Linked DNA regions of Triticum aestivum: region 1 is linked to region 2. A link is a contact called in public Hi-C data. All regions are on one chromosome and are shown on one strand. Each heading gives the region's core, a stretch centred on a gene start, on an enhancer-like site or on the middle of the called end of the contact. The rest is flanking DNA. Distances are from core to core; before and after follow the strand shown.

Region 1 (6,174 bases), core at 232-2,731, 210 kb before region 2:
ACGCGCGCGCTGATGCCGCGGTCGCAGACCACGATCTTCCCTTGCACCTTCTCCGGCGAGAGGGTCCCTGGCATGCAGAGGTTTCCGCTGGTGGAGTTGGAGGCGTTGCCCGCGTAGATGAGGGTGGTCGGGGTGGACGGCGGGGCCTTCCCAGCGTAGAGGGACACGCCGGTGTAGTTCTTGCCGTTCCCGAGTTGAACGTACGCCGGGAAGTCGCGGTCGAGGGTGCCCGCGCCCACGGTGGTGATCCAGGGCGCCACGTTGGAGAGTGTGGCGCTCCCGGGCCCGGCGTTCCCGGCAGAGCAGGACACCAGGACGTTCTGCTCCATCGCGGCGAAGGCGCCGATGGCAACGCTGTCGCGCGCGTAGTCGGCGGAGCCACCGCCGAGCGAGAGCGAGAGCACGCCGCAGCCGTCGGCGACGGCGGCGTCCATGCCGGCGAGGATGTCGGAGCTGAAGCAGCCGCCGAGCCAGCACACCTTGTACACGGCCACGCGCGCCTTGGGCGCCATGCCGCGCGCCGTGCCAGACGCGAACCCGAACAGGTCAGCGTCGGCGACAGCTGCGCCGGCAGCGGTGGACGACGTGTGCGTCCCGTGCCCGTCGTCGTCGCGCGGGGAGCGCGACTCCCTGCTCGTGTCCATGGGCCCCATGGCCGCCTCGTAGCCCCGGTTGAAGAACCGCGCGCCGACGAGCTTCCGGTTGCAGGCCGAGGAGTTGAAGTCCGCGCCGGCCATGCACGTGCCCTTCCACGACGACGGCACCTCGCCGAGGCCCGCGTCGTTGTAGCTCTTGCTCTCAGGCCAGACGCCGGTGTCGAGCACCCCGACGACGACGTCGCCGCCCGTGCCAGACTGCGGGAACAGGCCCTCGCTCCCGGCGAGCCCCAAGAACTCAGGCGTCCGCGTGGTGTGCAGCTCGTACCGCGTCTCGGGGTTCACGGCCAGGACGCCGTCCATGCCCGCCATGTCGCTGGCCTCCTGCTCCGTGAGCCGCGCTGAGAAGCCGTGCAGGACGGTGTCGTAGGAGTAAAGCATCTTGGCAGCGGCGGCGCGACCGGTGGACACCGAGCGGAGGGAGGCGCCGTACCACTCGCCGTGGTCGGCGTACTCGGCCGGCATGGCAGACTTGGCCATGTGAACTATGTACGTGGCGCGCTGCTCCGCCGCCGCCGCCGCCACGGCGAGAGCCACCACCAGCAGCAGCCTCATCAGCATCTTGTCAGCTGTCACTGCACCGGCAGCAGCGCGTCAAGCTATATATATCCGGCGCCGCCGTGGTAGTGTTACGACGAAGCTTAGCGAGCTAGCTCGTAGCCGCTACAAGGACGCGTGGTTATATATATGCGCGGTAGCCTTACTGATTAAGACATGATTGGAAGAGTGTGAGCAAAAGATGGACAGTTGGTTGGTTCTACAAGAAGAGGAGATGAAGTTTGTGTGTGGTTAAGTGACTGCTTGATGGAAATCGAGGCCCGTCGGAGGAGTGAAAGATGGTGAGTGTGAGTGGTATCCGTATCAATAATTTCAGAAGAAAAAGTGTATGTGGGCGCACGCACGGCACGGGAGAGAGGGTGGGACGAACGGGGTCACATGGATTTGTTTTCTTCGCCAACTTTGGGACTTTGGCACTGCCAGTCGGTCGACCCCCTGCTAGCTGTGTCTTTGCCGGACCGGCTTTTTTCCTGAGGCTTTCAGTGTACGCGAGGTTGCGGTGTCTGGCCCGGAGGATTCTCTCCACGAGGAATCAAAGCATCCTCAGCTGTCGGCTAAGTTTAGCTGGTGACCATGTGTGGACTGTGTCCGTCCCATATTCCGTATGTATCTCTTCGGATTATGGACGGCGGATTCTGATTCTGGAGCGACACTCGCTAAAACGATGGATGATCCATGTGAAAACGTGAAACATTCCCTTCTTCTTTCCCCCTTTTGTTTTTGCTGCTGTTTCGGGCAGCTTTTTGTTGTGGTTGTGATGTTTCTTTAACACCCCAATAATCGTGCGGACGTTCACTCACGGAGCTCATCCAAGTGAACGAACGGTTCCCTCCGAGAGGCTCTTTTGAGCGAACGGTGTGATCAGGGAGTGTTTCCTCTGAAAACTGCTCCTAGCTAACACCTTGAAATTATCATGTTATAACAGGTATATTTGTCATGCTATTGTATAAAGATTTGCCATGTATAAAAGAAAATATTGAAAGATTGTCAGGAATTTGCCATGCGTACCAGAGATTCACACATGGCGAGAAGAGAAACTTGCCATCCTATAGCAGGAGAAAGTTGTCACAAAATATCTATGATTTGCCATCATGCATGGAGCAGAATTTCCATGCCATAACATAAAGAATTGTGGTGATGTAAGAATAGAAATTGCCACACATGTGTTCAGATATTTGTCATGTCCATAAGAAATACATTCTGATGTTGCACATAAAATCTGTCATGACGTAAATATATAGAAAAAAGTTCCCCCATGAAGGTCATTCCCCCATGTCGTGTCAATCGATTGAACGATTTTGTTTTGTCCACGCATTCCCTACCAATGGCCTTCCGAGCGAATGTATCGAGATTCGTGAGCCTCAATCCAACGGCCTACAGAGCGTTCGCTCGGAAGTGCGTCAAAACTAATGCCAATTCTATAGTGTTTATGCTTTTTAGCCATACATAAAAAATGCATGTAATTCATTACACTTTAGCATTTGTGTAACTTGCATGTTATTTTAAATTTGTGCAAGTCAATTTTCTGACCTTTGATTTTTTTGGTCAAGATTTGTGTTGCCCCTTTTTTTCCTTGTGTTGTTTCATGATTTTTTTAGGTAATGTTCCATGACTTCTTAGATGAAAATTTTGACCTGCCCTTATTTGGGGCCGATCAATTTTCTTATTGGGCTTGAAGTCGTTGCTCGTTACATGTTTTTTTTAGCAAATATCAATGACCGGCCACTAAATAGGAGGACCATTTTGGGGAATGCAGTATTTCAAATTTTTTCCTACGATCACGCAAGATCTACCTAGGAGATGCATAGCAACGAGAGGGGAGAGTGTTGTCTACGTACCCTCGTAGACCGAAAGCGGAAGCGTTATGACAACGTGGTTGATGTAGTCGTACGTCTTCACGATCCGACCGATCCTAGCACCGAAGGTACGGCTCCTCCGCGATCTGCACACGTTCAGCTCGGTGACGTCCCACGAACTCTAGATCCAGCTGAGGTCGAGGGAGAGTTTCGTCAGCACGACGGCGTGATGACGGTGATGATGAAGTTACTGACGCAGGGCTTCGCCTAAGCACTACAACGATATGACCGAGGTGGATATCTGTGGAGGGGGGCACCGCACACGGCTAAGACAACTGTCAACTTGTATGTTCTAGGGTGCCCCCCCCCCCCCGCCCCTGTATATAAAGGAGCAAGGCGGAGGCCGGCCGGCCCTCATAGGGCGCGCCCCAAGTAGGATTCCTACTAGGAATCCTATTCCTAGTAGGTTTCCAACAAGGAAAGAGAGGGGAAGGAAGGAGAGGGAGAGAGGGAGAAGGAAAAGGGGCGTTGTCGGCGTCCTGGGAACGGGGGTCCCCAGACTTGCCTGCCTGCGGCCCACGGTGTGGCTCCGCTAGCAGCCCCGTACGACCCATCTTCACCAGCAAACACTCAAGACCCTCGCGAGGGGCACGACACAAGACCTCCTCGGGAGCTGCCTCGCCAGGCTGGCTCGCGAGGGGCGGAGAGATCAAGGCAAGGGGAACCTCGCGAGGTTCCTACGACGTCAGCCACGACGACCAAGGCCAGGCAGGCGCCAGCACGCACAGTGTCCTCGTTTCCCCTTTGGTGCTAAAGGGGCAAGCGCAGGCGAGGAGTCCCGAGGCATCAGGCAAAGGTTACCATATCGGTGCAACGAGACCAAGACCAGCAGGACGGCGAGATGGAGGTCACCGTGGAGCCCAAGACGACGTCACCACCAGAGCCTTTGGCAGGCTAAGACCACCTTTAGTTAGGATAGCTTGTACTAGTTGTCCCCCTTCAAATTGGCCGTTGTGGCATCCCTTCCCGCTCAATATTTGGGAAGATGACCAGGCCTCTATAAACAGGACTAGCCACCACAGTAGGAGGGAACGAATTCAGATCATCCTCACCCACACAAGTCCACCAAGCACAAGAACACCTCTCCTCAAGAGGCTGTTCTTCCCTTATACTGTTCATCATCAGCCCAAGAGGCAATCCACCACACCACATTGGAGTAGGGCATTACACCACAACGGTGGCCCGAACCAGTATAAATCTAGGCCTTGAGACCGCGGTGAGGCTGAGGGCGTGATTAGGTAGGGGGAGATCTTCGTGCGCACCCCAGTGTTCGAACCTCAAGGATTTTGCTGGAACCCAAAATCCGACATTTGGCGCGCCAGGTAGGGGTGCGCCGAAGCTTTCCTTCCGCTGATATGCGTCCCATCGCTTCGTCGCATCCATGGCGGACGCTCGCCGGGCCCGCGCTGAGCGCCGGGCCGCCCTCGCCGCCCGTGTCGCTCGGACTGCTCCTGTCGGCGGGCCTCCCCGTCGTTCTCCGTCGCCCGCCGCCAACGCCGCCACCGGCCCGGTGGGAAACGAGCAGCAAGCATCCTCGCTGCACCCCTCGGTGCGGCGGGACGGCCGCACCGCCACTCCGCCGCTGACTCCGGCCGGCTCGTCGTCTCACGCTCGTCGCGCTCCCACGGACGCGCAGGCCGCGCTGCTCATGGCACGCGAACTCCTGCGCTACTGTCCCTTCGACGACCTCTACGAGGATTGGCTGGACCGCATCGCCGAGCTCGTCAGCGCCGCAGGGGGCTCCCCTGCGCCATCCCTCTCGCTGCCTCGCCCTCCGCCAGCTGCAGGCGACGACTGTTGGGGAACGTAGTAATTTCAAAAATTTCCTACGCACACGCAAGATCATGGTGATGCATAGCAACGAGAGGGGAGAGTGTTGTCCACATACCCTCGTAGACCGAAAGCGGAAGCGTTATGACAACGCGGTTGATGTAGTCGTACATCTTCACAATCCGACCGATCCAAGTACCGAATGCACGGCACCTCCGAGTTCAGCACACGTTCAGCTCGATGACGTCCCACGAACTCCGATCCAGCAGAGCTTCGAGGGAGAGTTCCGTCAGCACGACGGCGTGATGACGGCGATGATGTTGCTACCGACGTAGGGCTTCGCCTAAGCACCGCTACGATATTCCCGAGGTGGATTATGGTGGAGGGGGGCACCACACACGGCTAAGAGATCAATGATCAATTGTTGTGTCTCCAAGGGGTGCCCCCTCCCCGTATATAAAGGAGCTAGGGGGGAGGCGGCTGGCCAGGAGGAGGGCGCGCCAAGGGGGGAGTCCTACTCCCACCGGGAGTAGGACTCCTCCTTTCCTAGTAGAAGTAGGAGAAGGGGGAAGGAGGAGAGAGAGGGGAAGGAAAGGGGGGCGCTGCCCCCCTCCTTGTCCAATTCGGACTAGAGGGGGTGGGGGCGCGCGGCCTGCCCTGGTCACCCCTCCTCTTCTCCACTAAGGCCCAATAGGCCCATTACACTCCCCGGGGGTTCCGGTAACCCCCCGGTACTCCGATATATGTCCGAAACCTCCCGAAACACTTCCGGTGTCCGAACATAGTCGTCCAATATATCGATCTTTACGTCTCGACCATTTCAAGACTCCTTGTCATGTCCGTGATCATATCCGGGACTCTGAACTACCTTCGGTACATCAAAACATATAAACTCATAATACCGATGGTCACAGAACTTTAAGCGTGCGGACCCTACGGGTTCGAGAACTATGTAGACATGACCGAGACACGTCTCCGGTCAATAACCAATAGCGGAACCTGGATGCTCATATTGGTTCCTACATATTCTACGAAGATCTTTATCGGTCAAACCGCATAACAACATACGTTGTTCCCTTTGTCATCGGTATGTTACTTGCCCAAGATTCGATCGTCGGTATCTCAATACCTAGCTCAATCTCGTTACCGGTAAGTCTCTTTACTCGTTCCGTAATGCATCATCCCGCAACTAACTCATTAGTCACATTGCTTGCTAGGCTTATTGTGATGTGCATTACCGAGAGGGCCCAGAGATACCTCTCCGACAATCGGAGTGACAAATCCTAATCTCGATCTATGCCAACTCAACAAGTACCATCGGAGACACCTGTAGA
Region 2 (5,693 bases), core at 438-2,937:
GTCCGATTATATCAGTACTACGTGTTTAATTTAGCTACGTTGTGTTGTGTTGATCCACGCTACATAGAACAAAATTAATTTAGAGGTTTAGATACGAGGATAACGGCTACGAACGCAGCCAAATGAGAGGCAAGCGAACATACAAAGGGCCAAATTGGCTACGTCGGATTGTAGATGCTCTAATCCTGCACATGTTAGAAAATTGCACACGAAGATGAGCTATTAGAGTACTCAATCAATCGATCTGTCATAAACAATTCACCAATACGATTGTCTATCTAGCTACTCATGGAATGGGGGTACTAGTATGCTTGATGTGATGATGTGAGCAAACTCGTGGAGCTTCTAGTAGCTATACCCTGGTTTTAAATCTGTGTGGCCAGATTTTAGTCGATTAAGATTTAATCAAGTCTCAATCGAGTGATATATAACATGTAGAAAAGCAACAAATAAAATTAAAAATTAAAATATTGCACGGATCTTGACGTAAGATCATATGATTATTGCATCGACTTCGTTAAAGTTTCAGTCGACCGAGATTTATCAACACCGTTCCACATTATAGTTTGCCGAAAATCAGGAGAGAGGGAAAAAAAATCCAAGCAGCAACGATCATCCTGAAGTACTACACCGATGACTGGCACAGGCACAGGCACGGCACGGTGAGCATACGGAACTGCGAGAGAAACGGCGGTTCTCTTCGTCCTGTGTGTACGAATGCAGACGGACAGAGGGATGATTGGGACGCCGCACTTGCTAATTGGAGGAGCCGAGGTTGGGCCTAGCGCGAAAAAAGTAACGACATGATTAGCCTAACATGGCGGCCGGAATCCATCTGCTGTCATGGACTCTGGAGAATCGTGGTCCTGGCGCTTCCAGTGCATCGCAGCTGTGCGTATGTACGTACGTACAATCGTAGAGTGCTCGTGTTTGGCCAGGGAAGGATAAAACTGGATAAGATACACGGACGAGCGAAGAATGCCACCCGCCCACCCGTGATGTAGAAGTTATTCGTTTTGTGGCGGGAAAATAGCAAAGATGGGGATGTCGTCGGATGTCAATTATATTTGCCGCTGTCATAACTTTATATGATTTTGACAACTTGTAAAGGTTGGGTATTCCGTAAATGGGGCCTACAGAACGCTGAGGCACAGATACTTCTGTTTGTTCTGTCCTGCCTCCGACCAATACTCCTACACCATTCAAAAAAAAGAGTTTGTCTAGGACACATCTAGATGTGACATAGTTATGTCACATCTAAGCTGATTTCCACTCTGTTTGTGGTCTATTTTTTTGTCCTAGCTTTTTTTTTATTTCTTGTTGCTGCATTATATATTTGTGGAAGCTTAGATGTGACATACTTTAAAAACATCTAGATGTGAATTAGACAAACTGCAAAAAATATATCTGCTCCTACACTAGTTCCAAATGACCGGAGTCCATAACGAGTGAGTATTATTACTCCAGTTTCTTCAAAGAGCGTGATTCCTTCATCTGCTATGCTTGTGCTGCCTGCATGCTGTCCTTGCGCCATGACCATGTGAACAGAGAGACACGTAAACTCCTCACGGTCATGGGTTCACACCGCGGTGCGGCGGCGATGCGCTTCTGCGCCCGTGCATGCATGTATGGCCAACGGCGGCAGCTAATAGCTCCAAGCAGGCGTGGGCACGCGCATTGCGGTCATCGTACGTCGCCCCTCCCCTGCACTGCTGCACAGGCCTCACGGGTCTAACAACACAGTGTGCGTCCGTGTACGCATGTGCGCGGTGCACGGGAGCGCTTGATTCTCGGGGATGCGTACGTTGCACAAGACGTACTGGCCGTTGGATCCAAACCTGATTATAGGGTAAGGACGCATGGGCTAAAATGTCATGTGCGCACGTCGCTCTCGAAATCATCATTTCCTGATTATTCTCAAAAGAAAATCATTTCCTGATTTTCGACCCATGTTCGTTTCTTGGAGTTGCCTGCCTAGTTGGATATCATGCGCGTCCGTCTCCAGCTAACCACTGTGCAGCCAGTCAACCGCATGTCTGTGTCCGACTGTGCCGTCTGTACGTACACTTGGGCCGAGCAATTTGGAAAGGGAAGTGTTTAGGAACGTCGCACCGGCCGAACCGTTCCGCCGGTTCCACGCGGGCCACTCGATCGAAGCGACGCGCAGCGCATCATACGCCTCGCGCTCCTCCCGATCCCCTTCTTCCTCCTCCCGATCCCCTTATTCCTCTTCCTCTTCCTCGCGTCGTGCCGCCCTCTTCTTCTGCCCTCTCCTCCCCACCCCTTCCCCATCCCTTCCCCCTCCCCCCCCCCCCGGTCGCAGCGCCACGCGCTCCCCTCCCCGCTCGAAGCTCGCCGGCGACCGAGGGGCGGTGACAACGGAGATGCTGCAACCGGTACTACGGGGTGCTACCACGGCGACGCCTTCCTCGCATGCATCGGAGCTCTGCCTACCTCGCCGGACCCGGCCACGCCGGAGCTGCAACCAGCCATGGCAGACTACCCCTCACAGTGAATTTTTGCTGGAACCGGTTGTAGCGAATTCAATCGCCGGTGGTAGCAAAAATCTACTACGGTTGCAGCAAAACGGCGTCATCGTCATCACGGGGTCGCAGCCGGTGAAGCGCTCCCTCGCCGGCCGCCATGGCTGCCTGCAGCCATGCCCGGATCCTCCCGCGTATACAAGTGTTGCAACCGTCACCTAGAAAAGCTTCAACACCCGTTGAAAAAAGCTTCAACCATAGACATAGAAAGCTTCAATGGCACTGCACAAAAAGGGAAAGCTGCAACCGTTGTTGGATTTTGCTACTACCGGCAAAGCTTTTTGCTACATCCATCAGGCAGAGCTACGACCTCGCGAGGACGACAATGATTTTTTTGCTGCAACCGTAGCAGGCTTTTTGCTACTACCGTTGGAGGTTTTTGCTACATCCATGCTAGCTTTTGCTACAACCGGCACTTCGTTTTGCTACAGCGCACCACCGGCATCGGCGGTTCAAGGACGACAGTGCTGCTCCGGCCTGCACTTCCCTGCTACAAGCACTGTACGTGATGCTACAATATGCATCTCGTTTTGCTACAGCCACACCGGATTTTTGCTACAACGCATCGCCGGCGTCGATTTTTTGCCACAACCACGCTCACTTTTTGGTCCAACCCGCAATTTGTTTTGCTACCACGCACCACGGGCATCGTTTTTTTGCTACAACCGGCGTTGCCATTTCCTACTACGCACCACCGGCGGCAGAGAAAAAGCTATGACCGGCGAGTTTGTTTTTTGATGGGACCGGCGGCGATTTTTTGCTGGGACCAGCCGAGTTTCTTGCTGGGACGGTGATGGCTGCTCATCTTTTTGCTGGGACGGCGAGCTGCACCAGAGACGGACAGGAGGGCTGCGACGGCGAGTGTACAGTATGTTGCAACCGGCGACGGCAAGGGCCACAACGGCGTGGTTTGATGCGTAGATCACGAACGGATGGCGAGAGGGTGGACGTGGTGAAGGCGACGGCCGCGAAGGCGCCAGTGATGCGTCGACGGCCATGGCGAGATGGTGTGTTGCCGCCAACGAGGCAACCTGCGAGGGGCAGTTTGTCTACAGAAGGTCAACGTTGTTCCCATCTATCTTGATCTGATCTGAGACGAGGCGGTGGGGAAGGGAAAAGATGACGTGGGATTCTAATCTAACGGCCACAAATGGAGTCATCCAGCGGTCCTGATACGACCGGCGGAGCGCTTCGGCCGGTCGACCGGCGCATATCAGTGCCCATTTGGAAAAGATAACCCGTCTACGCTAGACCTTATCACAAACGAAGTTCGCTGAAATATGAATTGACGTTTTTTAAACGCAGCCGTTCAAATGTGTAACTATGACACACCACTGACACATCAACGTTATCACCAATGAGCTTATTTTGAACAATTGCCTATGCGTTTTCAGTTAAAAATGATCGGTAGATATTGCCAAATCACACAGGGGTGCTACTTATCTAGATAATGTCATTGGCTTCTCCTCCGCGTCTGATTCTCTGGAATCCTACGAGAATCCTCCAAAAACCCTACAACCAAATGAGCTCTAACAGGAACTGAAACTGGCGTAAGAAGCTGTCATTTCAATCCTCTATGCCGTAATTCATGAGTAAACAAAGTGGCCAAAATGCATGTTACGAACATCCAGCCGACATGGATACCTATCAAGCAAGCCACGATTATTGGCGCCATGATCATATCCCACGATGATGACACGACAAATTGGGGTCGACAGCTGCCGTAGAAAGAGACGGCGGAGGGCGGAGAATCGGCCAGCGGTGGGCTGCACTGCACCGATCATCATTCAGTTCGGCCTATACACGTAACTAGCCTAGCCAGCACCAGTACGTAGCAGCTCGATCACCTGGTAGCGAAAGGAGATGGGAAGGCGGACAGACACTGGCACTCGGACGTAGACGCGCGTTTACTGGCGGGTAAGATGTCGAGGTCGCGGCCAACGCCGTTGGCGGGTGCAGCAGTGTACGGCGTTCGTTTGTCCGTTGGTCATTATGCTGTTAAGCCACCGCCTTAATTACTCCATTGTAGCTGCTGTCGCGTCCTTAATTTGGACACAACCTCAGGCGAACGCCAGCACCAAGCAGTGCGACGCAAAACTTTTTCTCTCTTTTTTTTTTTGAAAGGAACACATTTGCATTCCATTACATGGCGTTGCTGGGCAAGTCACCAGCTACAATATCCGATAGTACAAAATTTGGTATTTGGCCAAGCCAAATTTCACGACACCCACTACTTAATACTGTACCATATGCAGCTAACATGTGCGCTGCTTGATTACAAGACCTTAGACAGTGTTTTACACATACAACAGACACACCAGCTCTAAACTGAAATTTTATTTCCTTAAACACAGAACCCAGTGCAGATAAATCATAGGCTTCAGAAGTGATGGCTTGCTTCAAAGAGACTGAATCAGTTTCTAGCATCACCCGGTCGCATCCAAGCTGAATTGTTGTGTTCCTAGCGTGTAGCATCGCCAAAGCTTCAGCATGAAGAGCATCATATATGTGCTCCAGGTTCCCTGCACCTGCTGCCATTAGCATGCCTTTGTGGTTCCTAATGGTGAAACCCCAGCCCCCAGAGAGAGTTTTCGGTCGGAAGGCACCATCCGTGTTGATCTTCAAGATGTCCGCGGGGGGGTGGAGTCCATCCTGTGTTTTGATTTTCGGTTTGAGCTTTTTTTCGCCCTAGGCCGAGATGGCCGAATTTCGGTCATTTTCAAAAATTTCGGCTGAAATTTGACCAAATTTTGACTGCAATTTGACTTAAATTTGACCAAAATTTGCCAAATTGAGCAATTTCGGCCTAAATATACTTTTCGCCCCAGGCCGAGATGGCCGAAATTCGGCCGAAATCCACTTTTTTCGGCCGAAAATCAAAACACAGAGTTCATCTCGACGTGATATCCTTCCTGGTTCCCCTGTTTTGCTGTATGAAATTCAAAGCATTGTCAAGCTGGTGGTAAAGCGAGAAAGAGATTTCATCATTTGTCCGTGTGGCTTCTCCAGCATTAGCTTTATTCCTCTGATGCCACCATAACCAGAGAAGAAGGCATGTTTTAAGTTTTTCTTCCTCATTCAGATTGAGAATGTCCTCCATAAAAATAAATGAATTTGAGCATGCAAGTAGTTGGAGACGGACATGTTCTA

The links. A called contact is a pair of places that touch in the nucleus more often than the background predicts.
Region 1: a contact with region 2 is called in a Hi-C map of leaf, with 3 times the contacts expected there. The contact joins the promoter of LOC123096124 here to the enhancer-like site in region 2. A contact is called at or near these places in 3 of 5 Hi-C or Micro-C datasets (all in leaf) and 1 of 1 datasets of contacts at active chromatin or transcription factors (leaf).

The regions. Positions count from the first base shown.
Region 1 is chr4D:51,154,698-51,160,871 of IWGSC CS RefSeq v2.1, reverse strand. LOC123096124 (subtilisin-like protease SBT1.7) reads right to left here and starts at 1,481. Exons shown (of 1, transcript XM_044517745.1): 1 at 1-1,481. The coding sequence starts at 1,217.
Region 2 is chr4D:50,940,790-50,946,482 of IWGSC CS RefSeq v2.1, reverse strand. No RefSeq gene overlaps it. Among protein-coding and RNA genes, the nearest start is that of LOC123096123, 61 kb to the right of the region's middle. Within about 2 kb of position 1,687, at least 6 of the 8 cell types and tissues checked have an H3K27ac peak or open chromatin away from gene starts, as enhancers often do. A contact at or near this core is called in leaf, where this site is marked.